Linked DNA regions of Gossypium raimondii: region 2 is linked to region 1. A link is a contact called in public Hi-C data. All regions are on one chromosome and are shown on one strand. The core of a region is the stretch at or near the end of the contact, and the rest is flanking DNA. Distances in the headings are between cores, read along the strand shown.

What was found. Hi-C and Micro-C count contacts between places; a contact is called where the count stands out from the background.
Region 2: a contact with region 1 is called in a Hi-C map of leaf, with 3 times the contacts expected there. The contact joins the promoter of LOC105804150 here to the promoter of LOC105804155 in region 1. A contact is called at or near these places in 2 of 2 Hi-C or Micro-C datasets (both in leaf).

The regions. Positions count from the first base shown.
Region 1 is chr11:33,631,098-33,635,266 of ASM2569854v1, reverse strand. LOC105804155 reads right to left here and starts at 2,208. Exons shown (of 23, transcript XM_052624126.1): 1 at 2,051-2,208; 2 at 1,411-1,493; 3 at 703-1,212; 4 at 72-169. The coding sequence starts at 1,458.
Region 2 is chr11:33,771,650-33,775,818 of ASM2569854v1, reverse strand. LOC105804150 reads right to left here and starts at 1,880. Exons shown (of 6, transcript XR_008190930.1): 1 at 1,488-1,880; 2 at 1,295-1,410; 3 at 1,108-1,213; 4 at 958-1,011; 5 at 1-96.

The DNA.
Region 1 (4,169 bases), core at 959-3,458:
TGAAGTGCACTGCAGACATTTTTCTCGGAAAACATCAAGGGAACTATGCATAGAGATGCAGAAACACAAACCTCACTGATTGGTCAAGAATCTCATCCCCACTGTTATCTTGAATAATGGTATCATAGTGAAAAGGCTTCACCTTTTGCATTCCTCCAGTATGAAAAACCTACATGGATGTAGATAGCTGAGTACTACACAGAGTATAATGTTTTAGATTAACAATAAATTTAAGTTGACCATCAAAGCGGTCTTCACATTTCAATCTTATAATTTCATATTACAATCGAGTTAAAGAATACCCCCAAATGAAGCCATTTTGACATCTCCAGTCCCATTCCCATAACCGGTCAAACCATTAGAAAGTTAAAAAGGAAACATTTTAGGATGTGAAACCCTGGTAGCCCACCAATTGACAATGGAGATATCACCCAATGTACTTTGCACATAAAAAAAGCTACCATCTTAAATTTGTATAAACATGACCAAAAAGAGTTGCCAAGTGCCCAGTTTTCTACTTTAAAGCTTAAGGGGGCACAATCAAAGCAACTTAATAAAATAATAACAAATTACCAAAGGAAATAACATTAAAGGAGAAAGTGCTTGAGTAAAAGCAAAATTCTTAGTGAGGTAAGTAAAGGTTTTGTATCCAGAAGTTAACTTAAAGATGCAAAACTATTTAGATGCTATTTCAATGCCTACCCTAGAAGTAACTGTAGAAGAATAACTATCTGAATTATATGCTTCCCCAGGAGGTGCACCACCATTGTTGCTTCTATACTGCATATACGAAACTTCAGTGCTACAGGCAGAATCTGAAAATTGCTTATCTACAGTGTCCGCCTTCCCACCACAGACCTGAGCTGGTCTCTGAGCACCATTTCCTAGTTTCAGCTGAGGTCCATAATGACCATGAGCCTCTGATTTCTGCATCGAAGCAGCTGCAACATTATGCACCTTATCATCTTGTGGAGATGAAATGAACGAGTACTGCCCGTCATGGACATGCTCTTCAGAATCAGATGAGATGTCCATGTCTGATTCTGAACCATCATCATTGCCATTAACAGGTATTATATTTTGGGATAAATGTCCATTACGAAATTTTGCAGAAGGAGGTAATCCAGCATTTCTTAAACTGGTAATAGGATCAAGTGCTTGTTTTGCTGCCATGGTCACACCGAAAAAATCTCTGTTCTTGGCAGCACCTCCCTAATACAAGTTTAAAACAATAAGATCAGACTCGGCCAACACCTCAGGCTACACTATATAAGTAAAAACTACTTCAAACATTAACATCACGAATCAATGAAATATCTATATATTTAAATAAACAAATGTTTGCAGCAAATACCTATACAAATGCATAAATGTATGAAATTATAGGGATAAACAACTGAAATGACTCACCGCACGAACCCATCTGAACGCATCCTTGTCAAGGCCTTGGGTGAACATTGTATAGTTCTTCCACTTGACCTAAAATCCAACCCCTGAGAGAGAGTTTAACACCCAAATTAACACACAAGCAAAAGAGCAACACTAGCAAACTAAATCATTAATAAAAGAAACTGGGGAATTCTGATCATGTTTCTTTCCTTGTCTGTCTTTCTAATCAAGCAGTGTGAAAAAAAATAAAGTCCAAAACTTTACCAAAAAATGTCAAAATATAGCAAAACCAAATCATTAATATGATCGATTGTTTTTTAGATGAATGGCAAAGAAAATCTATATGAAAAAGATGGAAAAGTACAAGTTTCCAGCACCGACATTCTTTTATTTTATTATTTTCCTTAAAAGGATTCCGAGAAACCAAACAGAGAAAATAAAGATGATGAGAATTCAATTCAACTTCACATGCCAAGCACTGATCAGAGTAGTAACAAAGAAACCAATTACTGAAATCTCATTAGCTTCAATGATCAAACCAGCAGAAGGGTATCACTAAAACTCAATAAAATCCCTCCGCCGCCCAAAGGGGAAGAAAAAAACCTTGACTTTTGATCAAGTTTAGTAACAAAGAGAAAGTAGAGATGGAGAAACTACTCACACAAAGTGATTGTGAAAAAAGAGTGAGAATTGGAGTGAGAGTGAGAGCAAAACACAAAATGGGTCTAGTTCAACAGTTCAAGCAAAAAGTCTTCTTAGCTTTAGAAAAATTCATGTATTATATTTTTCCTTTTATGTCTTCAATTAATAAGAAGAATAAATGGTTGAAGATGGAAGCGAAATTTAGGAGAGATTAAACGAACATTAAGACGGAAACATAGAACTAACGGAGAGTCGTAAAGTTAACGTGAAGCTGACGTGGCAAGTGAACGCGCGCCTCATTATAACGGCTGGATATATTTTAATAGTTTCTTTTTGGAGCCTGGTTTAGTTGCACACAGAGGACAAGATGGGTTACTTTAGGGCAGAGGGGACCCACCCCCACCTCCCCAGCTATTATTCCCCTGATTTTCCGTGCTTATTTAAGACTTAATCACGAAGATATATAATTAAAGGGTAAACTACCTAATTGGGCACCTAATTGTTAGGATAGTTTCATTTTGGTCACCCAAGCATTAAAGCTCTAAAGGTGATGTAATGTACATGTTACATCGTGTTTACACTTCCATTTTGGTCTTCCAAAAATAAAAAAAATGAATTGTTAAAATGGAAAAGCAATAGAAACTAAAATAATATTCAAAATTTGTCAAATTGTATTTATTTACCCATTGCTGAAATCCTAAAATTTGTTTTAATATTAAAATTTTAAATTTCAAAGTATTAAAAGAAATTAAATAAATTATTAAATTTTTTATCCATTGGTAATCTCAACCAATTTGTTATTATAATATTAAAATTAATTAATTTAATCTACTTTTAAATTTTAAAATTTTATTTTATGTTTCTAGATTATTCTTAATGAAGCCAACTCAAATAATTCATATTTAATAATTATCTACAAAATTTTTATTATTATATAGTCTCGAATCTTCCATGCTAAGCTAAAAGTAAAGGGAAAAATTACTTGTAATTAGTTAAATTAATCGTTTGTTCTTCATTTATGAAGAAATTATGAGTTTTGTTTGGAATGGAAGATAAAATTTATTAATTTAATTAATTATAAGGATTTTTCTTTACTTTTAGCTTAGCATGAAAGATTCAAGATCATATAATCAAAATAAATTTGGCTTTCACGTACAACTATTAAAGTCAATAATTTTCATTGATGTTTTTGAACACAATTTCAAAACATCAAAATAAATTAAATAAAATTGTTGAATTTTTTATCAATTGATAATGTCAACCGATTTACTACTATAATTTTGAATCTTAATATTTAAAATTTATATTTCAAAACCCAAATTTAGCATTTTCGATAATAGGATAAACAAGTACAATTTGACAATTTTGTGTATTAATTTAGTTTCTACCGCTTTTCACTTTAATCCTTAAATTTTTATTCCAATCAATAATTAAAAATATATTTTTTGGGTGATCAAAATGAAAATAACCTAAAAGTTAGGTGACTAAAAAGAAAATGAAAACATGATGTGGCGTAAATAGCTAACCGTTGTTAGAGATTTAACACTTGGGTGACTAAAATGAAAGCACCCTAAAAATTGAGTGACCAATTTGCAAGAATTTCATTTTGAGTGACCAAAATGAAAGTATCCTAAAAATTGGGTGACCAACTAGATAATTTACCTATAATTAAATTACTAAAAAGTAGTGAAACGTATAGAAAAGCGAATAAAAATTTAAAGTAATGACATTAAGTTTTGTACTCTTTGTTTATTACAAATTTAGTCCCTACTTTTATTTAAAAATGTAAATACCATTAAAATTATTTTCTTAAATTTAAGTTTATCAATTTAATGACAGTTGGGAATTTTAGTCTAAAAAAGATCAATCCTTTGATATTTATTTATTGTTTTACTTTAATGGCTGAACTACCATTTTATTTGAAATTATTGATGTATAATAAAATATATTACATTTTATGTCTTTATTAATATATTTTATTTTTTAAATAAATTAAAAACAAAAACAAAATAAGAAATAAGAAATAAAATAGATATTAGAAGAAGGTATAATTTAAAACCCCGAATTATAAATGAAGCCTCTTAGGTAATAAAATTTTAGCTAATTAGTGGGCATAAAATGTAAAGTAGGGATCACAA
Region 2 (4,169 bases), core at 631-3,130, 140 kb before region 1:
AGATTGATCGAATTCAACCTTGAAGGAAACCATGGTGGTCCCATCTTTGCCTGTATCATAATCCTGTTTGATGTCCTCAACTTCGAAAGATTGTAACTGCAGCAAAGAACAAGGTTACCATGTGATACATTTTGAAGGTCCCCTTTCTAGGGCAAAGACAACGAGAGTAACAAAATATTAGAAGAATTTCAACAATGCAACTTACATACACCAATTTTAATTAGTTATCACCTCTACATAACTAAAACCAAATATAAATATAAAGTTGAGAGCAAATAAAAAGAAGGCATAAAATGGGAGAGAAAATTATATAGCTTGTTTTGATCCCCAAAAGTTAAATAAATAGTTTAAAATCATCTTATCCCTAATTAAGAGATACCATTCTTTTGAACCCAGAGTTTAACTCGGTTGGTTCATGCTATTACCCTTAAGAGGTGGTATTCACATAATCTGGGATCCAAATCACAGCATCTGTAATCCTTAGTTTACAACCTACTTTGTAACATGCTGGTTCCAGAAAATGATTCATTCGAGGTCACAATATGACTCAGATGAACTGAAACTAACACTTACAAATAGACATGAAAAAATTGACTTGTTACTAAAGGGACATGTCGCTAGAGAAACAAGCAAGCGGCATCCAAGGATGTTACAATCATTATTCATACACATCCTAATGGTGATAATCAGATGAGAAACTACAACCACACACATTCCAATCATACTAATCGGATCAGAAACTAAATTACATATCCAACACATTCTGACGGCGATAAGCCAATAATTGGATGAGAAACCACATTAAGAGAAATTTATATAAAAGAAGCATGAAATTTTTCTACTTTTTATTTGTAAACATTATATGCAAACAACTAACAGACACTAAACACTAACCATAAAATATCAATTTACTTGGCATTTAGAAGGACTAATTTAAACAGGGAAAAAATTGCTCACTTGATGGTATAGAACTCCCAAAAGATCGAAAGGAACCTCCACTCCCATTGGAACCTTCAAAAATTCCAATCAAATATCAACATTTCCAAATATTAAAATCATAAAATTTAAAAATTAAAATTGTCATACATAGATTATTTCCATTCTTACTTTAGATTTTACAAGACAAGTTGGAGCATTTCTCAAGCATTCCGAGGCCACTCCACCATAAGCCCTAACAAGTCCTCCCGTTCCCAATTTAATTCCCCCAAAATACCTGAAATTTATTTGAAGATTCATGTTATTTGTCCCTTCAATTTTGATCATGGCAATATATGTCAAAAGTAAATAAATATACCTAATAACGACCACCATGATTCTGTCTAAACCTGAAGAAACAATTGCAGAATGAATCGGCTTCCCCGCCGTTCCAGAAGGTTCGCCGTCATCATTCGACCGATACTGATCCCCAACCTATTAAACTTTTGATAGGTCAATTATGAGGTAAGATGAATGAGATGATAGAAAAGCGTGGTGTCATATTAGATTACCTTGTAAGCCCAACAATTGTGAGTGGCACGCGGATCCTTGACTTGGTTGAGGAAAGAGTGAGCGGACTGCTCGTTAGAGATGGGACCAGCGATGGCGATGAATTTGCTCTTTTTTATTTCTTTTTCGAATGTTACTGTTTCTTTAATGGTGGTGAAGGCGCCTGCGTTGCTGGGGGTGCCGGAGCTGCTGGCGGTAGTGACCATTGGTTTTTTGACGGTGGAGAGGGCGGAAATTGAGGCGGAGAGGCAGTGGTTGACCTTGTGGCAGTAGCGATAGCCAGGTGTTGTTATTACAACTGGCATTTGCTTGTTTTTGGTTCTTTTCGTTTCAATAAAATCAGTGACAAACAAGCCTTTTTCGTACTCCGGCAGCCGTTTCAAAAGGTAGTCCACTCGTATTTAAACGAGACGTTGCAACACCCATTTTACTATTTTTTTATTAAAATTTAATCTTTATATTTTTATTTTTCAAAATTTAATTCCTCTATTTTTCAAATTTCAAAATTTAAATCTAACTCTTAATATTATTTTGTTAAATTCGAATTCATTACTAACTTAATTCTATTTAATTACATTACTATTAAGCGAGTTTTTATTTTAAAATATTACACTAATAAATTTAATAAACAATTAATAACAATTAATTTGAATGTAATAAAAATTAATACAATTTTATCTAATTATTCTAGTGTATATTTGTTGGGTTATTCGCTCTTTAATATTTAATATATGTTCCTTATTATCATTTGTTGGTCATTGATCAAGTTAATCATCATCAATTTTAATCTACATCATTAATATTATCAAGATCTTCTTTTTTCATGTACTTTTCGAAGTACATGTATCATCTCAATTCCACTTATGATTGAAGTTATGAAATAAGCAATATGTTAGTACTATACAACCTTTTTTTTATATTATAATAAGGTGATGTTAATAGCGGAAATATTTTTTTAGATCAACAAATTTCTTCTCAATCACATTTCGAAGCTTTGAATATCTCAAATTAAAGAGTTTGTAAGCTGTTCATAGTGCTACCAACGACATGTCCTTAATCTAATTGAAATAAGGAGGCGACCATTATAACATTTATAAGGATTTTGAATTTCTTGGGTTAGTATAGAATATATATATATATATATATATTTATATAAGATAAATTTTTAGATTTTTGTGCAAATAAACAAGTGGGATAAGCTATCTATACGTTAGAATTTTTAGAAGGATCTTGACATCCATGAATGATAAGATCACTTTAAATTTTCGAGATTTTCACCTCCTATTTAAAAATATTGTTTAAAGATTGAGTCAGGTAAGGGTTTCTAAACAGACATTGACATATATAGATGTCAATATTTATTTAAATTTTCGAGATTTTCTTTAAAGATGGTATAAGATTTAGTTTTGTAGGATTTTAAAACAACGTTGACACATATGAGTGTGGAAATTGGTTTAAATATTAAAATGCTACAAAAACACATAGACAACAAAGGATAGGGTTTTAAACTTTTTACTGTGAGTTCAACACCCAAGAATGTTAAAGGCACTTGTAATCGTTACCCTGTTTGCAATGAACTTGCCGATGCAAGAGATACAGGGGGCCCTAACACCTATAATATGTATTAATTTGATATTTAATACCTTTATTACGTTTTGTTTTTAAAATTTAACTTGTTTTGATATTTTGATGGGATATATAAATTTATCTGTTAAAAGAAATATTTGTTTGGTACACGAAAAGTTAACTTTATTAAATTTATAATCTATAGCTAGAAACAATCCCAAATGGATCTCTTTAAACACCTGTCCAAACTTTATGTAGTGACATTGGGTTTTGTTTCAAGCTCATGAAAATTACAAATTAAGTTGAAGCAAATATTTATAATTTAAGTTATGATAATAAATAATTAGAAATATGAGATTTTTAAACTTTGTACACAAAATCGGAAGAATAATAAATTACGAATAAGTAAATATTGTTATGAATATCTTATTAAGTGGATGTCCATTATGATCAAGATAAAGTTTTAATGTATTTTAAATTCTAATAGCTATTAGAATTAGATCTCTATTTCTTTTATACTTCTTATGCCTATAAATAGAGACTACGATGAAGTATTGTAATCACCCTTTTTTATCAATAAAGGACATTCTCTATTGCTTTCATATTTCCTTTGTTCTTTATTCTCTCCATCTCTCTTTATTTTATAACACGTTATCAACGTGATATGAAAGATTATTTGCTACATATATGACTTTTGCCTAAAATATTTTATTTTGTTAATATTCTTTGAGGAAGGATATGAGAATGTTGTAATAAACTCTATCATTATATATAGAAAGAATTTATCTTATTTGGTACTAAAACAAACAAATATTATTTCAATATTTGATAGTACAAAATTAGTCGAAAGCTTTAGAAGAGATAATATATTAATATTTTATAATGGTTAATCCATTTGTTTTAAAAGATATTTATAATGGATCTTATATTGAGATTGTGAATGAGGAAAATATTATATTTCATATGAATCACTATTGTTATAAATATTTATTTTGAAAGGATGAAAAAAAGAGGACTGTGTTATTAATTTATATTTATTTTATAATCTTTGTGATCTTCCTTTGTCATCATCTCCATTAAGGGGTTGGAAGCAAATTATTTGACTGTGAAAGATCTAT